2 separate regions of the Mus musculus genome follow, and region 2 is linked to region 1. Evidence: chromatin contacts called from public promoter capture Hi-C data. All regions are on one chromosome and are shown on one strand. Each heading gives the region's core, a stretch centred on a gene start, on an enhancer-like site or on the middle of the called end of the contact. The rest is flanking DNA. Distances are from core to core; before and after follow the strand shown.

Region 1 (6,425 bases), core at 1,625-4,124:
CAAGCTCTGGGCTTACAGCCATGCACCACACACAGTTTGTGGTGTTGAAGCCTGGGCTTCATGATGGCAGCAGCCATACCCCCACCCGGCTAGTTCTTGATAAGCGATTCCATAGGGTGACCGTGCAGGTAATTTGCATGGAGCCATGCTCTGATAAGGTGAAGCTGGGAAGCCCTGGGGTTGCACAGGGCTTTAGCACACACCTTTTACTGTAGTGGAGTTTCTGGGGGAGATTCCTAGAAAATTTCAGGTTACAGCTGGGAAGGGAAAAAGGCCTTAAGGAGATGCGGATAATTGTGCTAGAATTTTTACTTCTTAGCTGGAGAGAGGCTGCAAGCAGGGGCCTGGATGAGGGATTATTTCTGTTCATGTCCCCACAATATACTGTCTCTGTGTCCTGTCTCACAGGAGACCAGAAGTTAGCAGGTGTGGCAGGGCCTCATTCCCTCCAAAGGCTTTGGAAACGACCCTTTCTGTCATTCTAGAACTTAGTGACTCCAGGTTCCTTGCCACACAGAACTGGTGTCTTTAGCCCTCTCCTCATGGCTCTCTAGGCACCCTCCTCTTTAAAGGCCACCAGTCATTGTTTGCATTTAGGGTTCAAGCTTGATACAGAGTGACTTGGTGCAGGGCAGGATGCTGTGATCTCAGGACTGCAGGTGGTAGACCTGGGGTCCAAAGGCCGGGAATCCTGGGGGGGGGGGGTACGACACAACAACAGAGCTACCTGTGCCCCGCCAGGTTCCTTTACAAACACCTGGAGGGTGGTGATGTTACTTCCATGGGATGACTCTAAAGAGGCCAGAACACATACAACATAAGACATGCTATGGACACGCACACATTCCTATCCCTGACCCCTCGTGTGCACCCTTGTGTGGCCAAGATCCAGCTGCCCCATGTCATGGCATAGCTGGAGCCAAGATTCTCTAGAAAGATCCTGTGTCCTCCCGTCAGCTGTTACAGAAACAGCAGTCTCCAGAAAATTAGAATTCCCCCATCTCTTCACCTCACTCCCCCGCCCTCACCCAGGAGGAGGGATAAGTGCCAGCCAGAGCAATACAGGATATTGTATGAGCAATGTTAGCCCACCCTACAGGACAGATTAGAAGCTGAGACAATGTTGGGCCAGTGACAGACAGGGCCATACATTGACCAAGATAGCTTAGCTATGTGGAACTCTTGACCCCTATTTAAACGTAAACTGGAGTTAGCTCTCTTGAGAGGATCTGGGTTCAATTCCCATCTCCCACTTGGCAGTTCACAACCATTTCTAACTCTAGTCCCAAAGGATCTGATGCCCTCTTCTGGCCACCGGGAGAACTGCATGTATGTGGCACACACATATATGCAGGCAAGGCTAAAGAGTCAAAATTAAATTAAAACTATAATTATGTCAGGACCCTGAAGGTAGACTTCGGGGCCACTGGACATCTTCATTTGTTCCTCTTCCCAGTGAGGTCATGCTGAATAAATCTCTTGCCTGCTGTCTCTTTAATTGACGGATTTGAGACTGGGTGAGAGCCCAGCTCATCGGGGCTTCTCCGGCTGTAAAAACTGCAGTAGCAGTAATCAGGGTGAGCCGGGCACTCTCCATAGCATGTCTTATGTTGTATGTGTTCTGGCCTCTTTAGAGTCATCCCATGGAAGTAACATTACCACCCTCTAGATGTTTGCAAAGGAACCTGGGGGGTGGTACAGGTAGCTCTGTTGTTTTTTTGTTTTTGTTTTTGTTTTTGTTTTTTCAAGGATTCTCGGCCTTTGGACACCAGGTCTACCACCTGCAGTCCTGAGATCACAGCAACCTGCCCTGCACCAAGTGTGCAAAATAGGAACATTGGTGAGTGTGGGGTGCATGTGTGTATGTGATACACCACCAGCCCCCTTCATAGTTGGTGTCAGCCGAGGTCTGAGAAACAATCCTCGTCCTCTGACTATTTTGAGACAGGATCCCACTAAGTAGCCCTGGTCGGTCTTGAGCCTACTCTGCTGCCCAGACAGATCTTAAACTTGTGATCCTCCTGCCTCAGCCTTCTGAGTAGCTGAGATCTGTTTCATCAGACTGACCAGTGACTGGTTCTAAGGGAAATATAGTCCTATAGAACGAGATGGAATTTGTCTTACTTAGTGCATATCTCCTTTGGCCTGGGGATGTCGCATAGGAAGATGGTGGTTGTTTAGCGTGCACAAGGCCTTGGCACCAAAAGGAGAACAAAAATAAAAATAGAGGCTAGAGATGTCAGTGGGCACCGAGCTTGCCTCGCCTACACAAAGCTCTGCGTTGTGTCCTTAGCACCTATCAAAACAGACGTGCTGGCAGCCACCCACAACCCTAGCACTCAGGGAGTAGAAGGCAGCAGATCGGAAGTTCAAAGTCAACCTCTACTACATCTGGACCCCTTTAGGGGTCACACATCAGACATCCCACATATCAGATATTTATATTACAATTCGTAACAGTAGCAAAATTATAGCAACAAAATAATGCTATGGTTGGAGGTCACCAAACCCTGGGCACCTGTATTAAAGGGTCACAGTGTTAAGAAGCTTGAGAGCCACCACTCTATTACAAAGTGCTTTGAAGCTAGCCTGGGCTACACAAGAGCCTGCCATTCATAAATAAATAAGTCCTAGGTATATTTTTCTGATAATTACAATTCTGTTCTTTATCACCTATCACACACTAAATTTTTTTAAATGTTGCCATTTCTATTAAAATAAGTAACTGCTACTTTGATTTTGACTACAGTATATAAATGTTTCCTAAGGAGGGTGTGGGAGGGGGATCTGGTGAGACAGGACATGCTGACCCCTGCCTAAGGACTGGGACAGTTCTCATCCTCCAGACCTTGACAGTCACTGTCACTGTCCTCAAATGTATCAGAGGAACTCGAAACAAAGATCATGCCCTTTTCTTGCACGCTCTTCAGAAGAGCTGATAACCCATCACGTGGACTTCTTGGCACATACAGGAACTGGGTACCTCACATGGCAGGGATTGTGACCAAAGGAGAAAAAGAAGAAGGAAACATAATGTCAAAAGCCAGGGCTGGAGCCAATTACAAGTGCCTGGCTCGGGGAAGGACCAAATATTTGCTGAATAGCTACTAAATGTTATCTTAGATAAACACTTTGGAGTTTTATGGTAAGCCCGTTGTGAGCCTCACAATTCTACTGGGCAAATATTTCTAAGTATTTTATAAATTAAGCATATCGGTTTCTACACAGCACATAAAAGCATCACTTTTGCTGAGTCGGGTGGTAAATCTTTCATAAGTCATGGGGCCTAGGAGATAACTTAGCCGGTAAAGTGCTTGCCCTGCAAGCATGAAGGGCCTGCCTGCCTTTGCTCCCCAGAATACACATAGAAAAGCCAGGCACAGAGCCCGAGGCTTGGCGGATCCCTGGGGCTCAGTTTCTGGGCAGCCTAACTTACAAGGCAAGATCCAAGCCAGTAAAGATCCTTGTCAGAAACCACAAGATAGGCAACCTGGAAGAGCAACACCCACCCAAGGTTAACATCTGGCCACCACATGCTTGTGTCCCCATGCACGGCTGCGCCCATACGCACACATGCACAAATATACATACCATCTTTATAAGTTACATATATGCATATTTGTTGAAGTTTGGTCTGTTGCTATGTATTATAATGCTAAATCCTGTATCTCAAGGTCTAGCTGCCTCAAGAGGAGTGAATTCTCACGTATGTCAAGTGACATATGTATGTATGTAACCTTGCCCCCAAATTATCCCTGATTGGTCAACAGATATCTACAGCCTATAGCTGGGCAGAAGCGAGGTAGGCGGGGCTTTGGTTCCTGGGTTTGGGGTCTGAGGCACAGACCACGAGGAGCGGAGAGAGGGCAGCGAAGCATGAGCAAGGTACCATGGGATAGGTGGCTCGTGAGCACACGACCTTGAGGGCCAGCCTGTTGGAATAGGAACAGCCCAGATGGAACGTGGCAAATGATATCTCGGGGCTACTGGCAGGGAAGCAAACAAAATCTGCCCAGCCCTACTGTTTTAAGGGCTTATTGTAAATATAAAGATTCATGTCTTTTGGGAACTAAATGATCTATTACAACACATACTCAAATGTACATAATGCTTGCCCCTCCCCCTTCTTTATGGGGATTAAATCCAGGGCCTCCACACACTAGGCAAGAACTCTTATCATAGAGCTATGCCCGGGTCTTCCCAGATTTTGTGATCGAAGGACAGAGAGTCCAAGAACATTTCAACCAAATTTAGATATTGAAGGCAAGGTGGAGGGGAGGATCCTGGATGGAAGAACAACTGGTTCTCGTCAAAAATGTTCCAGTCTAGGGGCTTCCTGTACAACCCGAGAAGGAAACCCAGCCTCCTAAACTGGAAAAGTCAAACATCCTTTCAGGTTCCCGGGGCTGGGACATGGTTCATCAGTTAAGTGCCTGGCGCACAAGCGTGATGGCCTTTTGAGTTTTACATCTAGAACACCTGTTTAAAAGCCAGCCATGGTGGCACACACCTGTAGTCTCTGGCTCACTGCCAGGCCAGATTAGCTGAATTGGAAAATTCAAGGCCAGTGAGCGCCTGTCAAAAAATAAAATAAAACAAAAACAAAACATGATTTGGGTCTGGAGAGGTAGCCCAGAGGTTGAGAGCACTTGCTACCCAGTCATGACTATCAGAATTTGGATTCTGGTACCGATGGGATACACGCTGGATATCCTAGGTACACCTCTAACGCCAGCTCCAGGGGATGGGGGGAGGATAGCTGGACTTGTGCACTTATTGTGGCTACATTGTATCCAGGGGATGGGGGGGGGGGTGAGGATAGCTTGACTTGTACATTTATCATGGCTACATTGTATCATTAGGGAAGACCGCATACAGCTTCAGAAATCTACGCTGTCAGAGGATAAAAGTTACCTGGGTTTACAGAAGTCTTCTCCTAGGCGTGCCTAGGTTACAGCCTGCAATCACTTGTGTGTGCCACCATGCCTGGTTTTTTAACATGTGATCTAGATATAAAACTCAGATCATCATGCCTGCATGCTAGGTCCTTTACTGATGAACCTAGGCATGAAAAACCAGCAGGAGAGGGGCTGGAGAGATGGCTCAACAGTACCCAGATATTCTGCCAAGGTCCTGAGTTCTATTCCTAGCAACCAAATGGTGGCTTACAACCGTCTATAATGGGATCTAATGCCCTGTTCTGGCATGCACCCTATTATACACACAGAACTCATACATTTATAAAAGAAAAAAAAAAGCAGAAAAGCACTACCTAGAATCCTCCAGTGAGGGGCTGGGTTGTGGCTCAGTGGTAGAGCCCCTGACTAGAATCCTCCAGTGAGGGGCTGGGTTGTGGCTCAGTGGTAGAGCCCCTGCCTAGAATCCCCCAGTGAGGGGCTGGGGGCGTGGCTCAGTGGTAGAGCCCCTGCCCAGAGTCCCCCAGTAAGAGGCTGGGGTGTGGCTTATTGGTAGAGCCCCTGCCCAGAGTCCCCCAGTGAGGAGCTGGGGTGCAGACAGCAGTAGGATGCTTGCTCAGCATGTTAGTTCCTGGGTTTGATCCAGAGTGCTGCAAGAGGCTCCTCCTTTCTGGTTAATTTACAATGGCGGCAGGGAACCAAGTAGAACCTGAAGACACACTAGTGACCAATTACTGATAACTAAGTTTAGTGACAAACATGGATTCTCTGTTTGGGGGAAGCAGACAAGGGGCCAGTCTCAATGAGAGAAATAAATCATGACTTTGGGTCCATAAGCAGGTCTAGGGCCCAACCTGGAAATTATTTTTAGAGGACTCTTCATGTGTGGGGTGGCTAATGATCCTGAAGGCCTTCGCTCAGCCACTCAGCCATTTTTTTTTATTGCCAAAGCCACCCAAAACTAGTCCTCCTCAGAGTCAGGATTTGAGACAGTGCTGTCATAGGACCTTGGCTATGTGGAACAGGTGAGCTTAGGGAGGGGGCTTTGACCTGGGAGGATGCTGTGGGCTGGAGAGCTGGCTCAGCAGGAAAGAGCTCTTAACTCTACAAGCATGAAGACCTGAGTTCAAATCCCCAGATTCCCACATTAAGTCAGACATGTTCCTGCACTTGCTTCTAGTCACAGTCCTGTGAAGAGCGGAGACAGGAGGATTATTGTGGTGGTTTGAATAAGGTATCCTCATAGCCTTGGGCGTTTAGATACTTGGTCTCCAGCTGGTGGCACTGTCTGGGAGGTGTGGCCTTGCTGAAGGAACTACATCCCTGTGGGCAGGCTATAGAGGTTTCCAAGACTCAATTTCCCAGTTCACTGAGTCTACCTCTTTCTTGGGCTTTGAGATGTGAGCTCTCGCTGTTCCTGCTGCCCTGGCTACTGCCTGTTGCCATGATTCCTGTCATCATAGAGTCTTATCCCTCTGGAACCATAAGCCCAAATAAACCCTCCTCTGT
Region 2 (6,425 bases), core at 2,382-4,881, 540 kb before region 1:
ACACACACACACTCGGAAGAGTTTTATACCTGAAGAGCATAGTTTTTTGAGATCCTTTCTACCATGTAAGGAACTGTAGTCTGGAAGATCTCCTTGAATGTTAGTGGGTTCATCATGGTGAAGACCCCAGCAAAGTGCTCCAGCACCTCCTTCTCTTCCTTCATCCTTACGGTCTGACAGTTGGCTACTCGAATGTATGTTTGTCCATTTCCTGCGATCTGGACCTAGGACGGGAGAAGCCCCATGGCAGTTAGAAAGGAAAAGCTTCTACTGAACATGTACTTCTTCATAAAATCACAAGTCAAGTACTTCAATGAAGCACTGAATTCAATAATGGTTATCCTTCTTCTAAGTTCTCTGTTCTTGTCTCAATTTTGAAAAAGAAAAACACCAGGTGTCCACACCAGGGGGAAAAACGGTAAGTAAATGTAGAGCCCAGAGAGCCAGCGCAGAGGGTAAAGGTACACGATCACCCCCACTGGATAAGTAAGCCCTGGATGGCTAAACTGCTTCTGTCAGAGTATCTTACCACAGTATCAAGAAAGGGAAACTGGCAGTAACATGCATGAACCGTGGATCTGATCTCAGCGCCACATAAACTGGCATGAGGACGCATGTTTGTTATCCCAGCTAAATGCAAAGCCAGGGGCTGGAGAGATGGCTCAGTGGTTAGGAGCACTGACTATTCTTCCGAAGGTCCTGAGTTCAAATCCCAGCAACCACGTGGTGGCTCACAACCACCCGTAATGAGATCTGACACCCTCTTCTGGTGTGTCTGAGAACAGCGACAGTGTACTTTCAAAGAATAAATAAGGTTTTTTAAAAAAGAAAAAGAAAAAAGAAATGCAAAGCCAGGCCATGCAAACAGAACTGAACTCCGAAGGCTTGGGCGCTCTGTTCCAAAGGCATCCTCTAGACTCAACAGCACTGTCTGCGGCCACTTCATACCTGATAAATATCCAAGGCCTGCATCGCATACTTCACCAGCTTGATGTAAATCTGAGTTTCTTTGGGTTGTAATTGCTTGTTAGGAATAAACTGAGCTTCTAGAAGAGACAGAATACATTAAAACCTGGCAAATACAAGAGCTAACAGTGCTGTCAGTGTGAAGAGTGGAAGCGAGTATTACCACCAGGTGCTTTACACGACGTTATGCCCCATGTGATGGTCTTGACACCGCAGACCAAGGTCTTCACCAGACTCCGGCAATCTGTGACCTGGAACGTCTGCTTGTCCTCCTTGTCCTTCTCTCCTTGCTTCTCAAATGGGGGCACGGGGGCAGGGGTTACCGGGGTGGCTGGGGCTGGAGGTGGAGGTGGAGGTGGTGCGGGGGCAGGCACAGGGGCTGGGGAAGGGGCTGGGCCAGGGGCAGCAGGGGCTGTGGGCACCCCAGGTAGTGCAGCTTCTGCAGCCCCCAGTTCAGACTGAGGCTTGCATTTCTTAAAAATGGCAGAGAGCTGGTACCGGGCAATGGTGTGGAACTTGAGGACAAAAACCTAATGGCAAAAGAAATTGGAGTCAGAAAGAGGAAACAAAAGTTACAATCAAACATCTGAAACCAGGCTGGCGAGATGGCTCAGCAGGTAAGAGCACTGACTGCTCTTCCAAAGGTCCTGAGTTCAAATTCCAGCAACCACATGGTGTAATGAGATCTGACGCCCTCTTCTGGTGTATCTGAAGACAGCTACAGTGTACTTAAATATAATAATAAATAAATCTTTAAAAAAAAAAAATCTAAAACCACCTGAAGGATAAAGGCTGAGTCTATAAAGTGCTTGCCTTGCAAGCAAGAGGATCAGTGTGCAGTTCACAGAACCCATATAGAAAAGCTAGGTATGTTTGTAATCCCAGTTCTGGAGAAAGAAGACACAGCAGGGATTCCTGGGGCTGGCTGGCCCACCAGCAGAGCCTACAGGGTGAACTACTGGCCAAAAAGATCGTGTCTTAAAAGTACAAAATATGTGAAGAGATGGCTCAGCTAGTAAGAGCTCTTATCTCTTCCACTGACCCAAGATCCATTCCCAGCACTCACATGGGATGGCTCCCAACTCCCTGCAAATAGTTCTAAGGAGATCTAAATCTCCTGGCACATATATGAACATATAATTAAAACATGTAATTAAAAATTAAATCCGCCGGGTGTGGTGGTGCACACCTTTAATCCCAGCACTTGGGAGGCAAAGGCAGGCAGATCTGTGAGTTCGAGGCCAGTCTGGTCTACAAAGTGAGTTCCAGGACAGTCAGGGCTATACAGAGAAACCCTGTCTCAAAAAACAACAACAACCACAACAAAATTAAATCCTAAAAAAAACAAAACATAAGGTGGATGGCCTTTGCGGCCCCACACATGCACACAAGAGTCAAGGGCTGCTGGTTTCTGAGCATGGTGAGCAGGATCCAGCTGATTCAGAGTGGCTCTCCAGTGCCATGGAAAACCTTCCATCCCTCCCTCCCCAACACACTGACTGGGGTCTCCACTGACAGAGAAGCCTGACTATGGCTGCCCAGCAGGGATCTCTTCTAGTCAGCACCAGGAAGTACATGGAACCTAAGAAGCTGCCCTGATGCTGACTAAAGAGAAACAAGCAGCTTCCAAGCACAGCTGCCAGCAGCAGGGGAGGCAAGGCTTCAACAACTCAGTCTAATTACCAAGCCACACTCTTATCCGGCTGCCTCATCACCTACGTTTCACAGTGCTTTAAGATAAATCATGGCGGTCGGTACCTCCAGCATCCGCATCAGGACATCTCTGCCATTGCCACTCTCCTGCTCACTCTTGGAGCGGATGCAGTCCACCAGGTTCAGTAGGAGTTTGCAGGACATGGTTTGGATGCTACTGGGCAGGGACTCATCATCGATGTTCTTGGCAAAGAGCTGGACGGCGAGGGAGAGGTCGCTGAGGGGCAGGTGCTGGCGAACGTGATGCACAAGGTCGGCAAGTGTGCTGTAGGCGAGGGGCCTGCAGGAGGAGATGCCACCGACAGGGGTAAGATCCAGTATGGCCTTAGTCCCCACCCCAACCCTGTTCCTCTCCCAGCTGCTCAACTAAAAGGCGCAGCCTTTCTAATCCTGCTTCACTCCTTGCTGTCCACACTGGAAAGCTACCGTCCATGCATGTCATCAAGTTCCGTCTTAGCTGGCTACGTGTTGCCGTGATTAACTCTGACCACAGCGACGTGAGGGAGGGTTCACTTGCCTTACGTTCTGGGGTCACAATCTATCACTGCAGGAACTCAAGGAAGGAGTTCAAGTGAGAGCTTGAAGCAGCAACAGTGGGAGAACCCAGCCTACAGGCTCATTCACACTCAACCAGCTTTTTTATACAGCACAAGAGCATCCGCCGAGGGATGGTGCCACCCACAGTGGGCCGGGCTCTCTTGTTGATTAGCAGTGAAGAATATGGCCCACAGATGTGACCACAGGCCAATCTGACAATTCTTCATTGAGTCTCCTTCTTGTCAGGTGGCTTTCCAGATCAGCTACTGGCAGGCAGGCAGGCGGTAGCTTCTTGGCAAAGATAGTTTAAGGCAGCCATTCTCAACCTGGGGTCATGACCCCGCCAGGGTTAAGAACCTCTGCTCTGGATTATGTCAAGTCGACAGGACAGTAATAACTAACCAGGAAGTATATAACAGACACCGGCAGAAACGCCAGTGAGAGCACAAATGATCACTGGCTTGTTCGCACACTGAGTGGTGTTGCTACTCAAAATTAACAATGTGCCAGGCGTGGTGGCACTCAGGAGGCAGAGGCAGGTGGATCTGTGAGTTCCAGGTCACCCACAGCTACAGTGAGACGACCTCACATGTTAGTTAATAGGTTAATGAATGCTCTATATGTTATGACCACTGAATGCATATACAACAATATTGTCTGGGCTTTTTTTTTTTGTTTTTTTTTTTTTGTTTGTTTTTTGAGACAGGGTTTCTCTGTGTAGCCCTGGCTGTCCTGGAACTCACTTTGTAGACCAGGCTGGCCTCGAACTCAGAAATCCGCCTGCCTCTGCCTCCCAAGTGCTGGGATTAAAGGCGTGTGCCACCATGCCCGGCTTGTCTGGGTTATTAAATCGTGCAGGCTGATCACTGACTGAGCTCTGGGTTATTAAATCGTGCGGGCTGATCACTGACCTCTGGGTTATTAAATCATGCAGGCTGATCACTAACCTCACTGACCTCTGGGTTATTAAATCGTGCGGGCTGATCACTGACCTCTGGGCTACTAAATCGTGCGGGCTGATCACTGACCTCTGGGTTATTAAATCATGCAGGCTGATCACTAACCTCACTGACCTCTGGGTTACTAAATCGTGTGGGCTGATCACTGACTTCTACCTTGTCATGAGTGCGTGAGCACACACATACCAAAAAAATTTTTAGAAAAATGTTTGGTTTTTTTTTTTGTTTTTTTTTAATTAAAACAACCTAACGACTTTCAAACTTGCTGCCATTCTAAATCCAGGAAGTGAGCAGGGCTCAGCACACCTGCATTCATTAGAGCCCTACCAATGCTACGTGCAGATGATCCTGTCCCTAGCAAGCACACCAAGCAGCCCTGCGTCCATGTGTACTAATGCTGTACCTGAGTGTCTCCCGAGCGGTGTACCCAGAGCCGATCAGGATGGATTCATCAAACAGCTTGTCCATGCAGGGGATGAACTCTAGGAAACAGGAGAGCATGTCACAGGCCTTCACAGGCCTTCACAGGCTCAGGGCAGAGGGAAGACCACAAAGATGGTCCCTGAGAGGGAAGATGCTGGCTCTGCTGGGCCACACACGCCCACCAGCTGCCCACAAAGACATGGATGGGCTCATGGTCAGTGTTGGAGAACTGACCAAGACGAGCTAGAGAGATGGCACAGTCACACCAAAGACAGAAGAGAACAATCTCTTAAGAATATGGATGAGAAGCCCACACACAGCCTGACACATTCTGGAACAAGCCTGACATAAAGCTTAGTTCTAGAGTCGAGTACATTTCAGGCCTCCAGGCTCCTGCACACACCTGCACTCATGTGTGCAACCCCTCACCCCAACACACAGACAGACAATAAAAATAAATCTTCAAAAAGTGGTGCACGCCCTTAATCAATCTCAGCACTCAGAAGGCAGAGGCAGGTGGATCTCTGAGTTCGAGACCAGCCTGGTCTATACAGAGAAACCCTGTCTTGAAAAACAGAAAGAAACACACACACACACACACACACACACACACACACACACACACACGAAAAGAAAGCTAGAGAGTTGGCTCAGTAAAGACTTATGTTAGATTCCCAGCACCCACGTGGCAGCTCAGAAGTGTCTGCAACTTGAGTCTCAGGAGAATCTGATGCCCTCTTCTGGCCTCTGCAGACAACAGGCATACACGTGGTACAAAGATGTACAAAGATGCAAGTAATACACACACATCCATACACATAAAAGTAAACAAATGGAAATTTAAAAAGAACACCGAGATAGAGAGAGAGAGAGAGAGAGAGAGAGAGAGAGAGAGAGAGAGAGAGAGCGCGAGCGCGAGAGAGTGCACGCGAGTGCAGGCGGCCTTACGGTTCCTCAGCTCCGTGGTGAGGATGTGCTTGGCCGCAATGAGCAGCTCCTTCCTGAGGTGCGCAGTCTCCGCTGGGCAATTGGAAAGCAGCTGTAGCATGCCTTTCACCATCTGCTGAGAATACTTCGTCACCAGCTCCTGTCACAGCAAGAAAGGCAACTGTCACACTGTGTCTGGGAGGCTGCAGACACCCAAGTCCTTTCATAAGGCACCGGGCCTGAGCAAGCACCTCCGGGAAGGTTTTAGTGTGTCGTGTGTACATGCACAGAGCCGCGCAGCCAGAGTCATTCTGACAGGAAAGCATGACCACAGGGACAGGTGGCCTCCCCGTGGAGTGGGTGTGGACACAACAGCATCCTTACTGTTCATTACAATTCTCAACACTGGATTTGCATCACTTCCTTATTAGACAGAAAGTAAATGCTAAAGTGCCTGCTCAAAACAAGTGTTCAGTGCTAGAAAGACAGCGTGGGGGTTAAGGGGACCAGAGGGGCTCCCCATGCCCCGTCCTTCAGTTTCTAGCACAACCACCTGGAACTCCACATCCACAAGATCCAATGCCCTTCTCTGGCTTCCAAAGGCACACACACACACACACACACACACACACACACACCCTATACACCTATACTCCTTTTTAAATAAGTAAGTGCCAGATATAATAGCTCACACCTTTAATTCCAGCACTCAGGAGGCAGAGGCAGGCAGCACCCTGGTCTACCAACAAATTCCAGGCCACCCAAGGCTACATAGTAACAGCTTGTCTCAAACATAAATAAATAAATCCTCTACTTTGTCATCCCAGTAATGTGAGCTGAGAGTGGTGATTCTCAGCAGTTCTAAACAGTCTCTTCCTGGCTCAAACACTAAGGCCCAAA

What was found. Promoter capture Hi-C pulls out the DNA fragments that hold promoters and counts their contacts.
Region 2: a promoter capture Hi-C map of liver shows a contact between it and region 1, with 2.3 times the contacts expected there. The contact joins two enhancer-like sites. A contact is called at or near these places in 9 of 39 promoter capture datasets (3T3-L1-derived adipocytes, the C10 cell line, the SN4741 cell line and 5 more), 2 of 484 Hi-C or Micro-C datasets (muscle stem cells and uterus), 3 of 115 datasets of contacts at active chromatin or transcription factors (bone marrow-derived dendritic cells, bone marrow-derived macrophages and pancreatic cancer cells) and 1 of 9 other capture datasets (pancreatic islet).

What each region holds. Positions count from the first base shown.
Region 1 is chr5:144,244,945-144,251,369 of GRCm38.p6, reverse strand. The region is part of intron 1 of 2900089D17Rik (a long non-coding RNA gene); the gene reads left to right. It also overlaps a transcript of Bri3 not described here. Among named protein-coding and RNA genes, the nearest start is that of Bri3, 7.1 kb to the left of the region's middle. Within about 2 kb of position 2,874, at least 48 of the 459 cell types and tissues checked have an H3K27ac peak or open chromatin away from gene starts, as enhancers often do. A contact at or near this core is called in liver, where this site is marked.
Region 2 is chr5:144,785,892-144,792,316 of GRCm38.p6, reverse strand. It overlaps Trrap (transformation/transcription domain-associated protein), which reads right to left. Exons shown (of 71, transcript NM_001081362.2): 12 at 5,547-5,685; 13 at 4,579-4,657; 14 at 2,725-2,959; 15 at 1,130-1,496; 16 at 949-1,043; 17 at 30-224. Among named protein-coding and RNA genes, the nearest start is that of Gm23995, 15 kb to the right of the region's middle. Within about 2 kb of position 3,631, at least 3 of the 459 cell types and tissues checked have an H3K27ac peak or open chromatin away from gene starts, as enhancers often do. A contact at or near this core is called in liver, where this site is marked.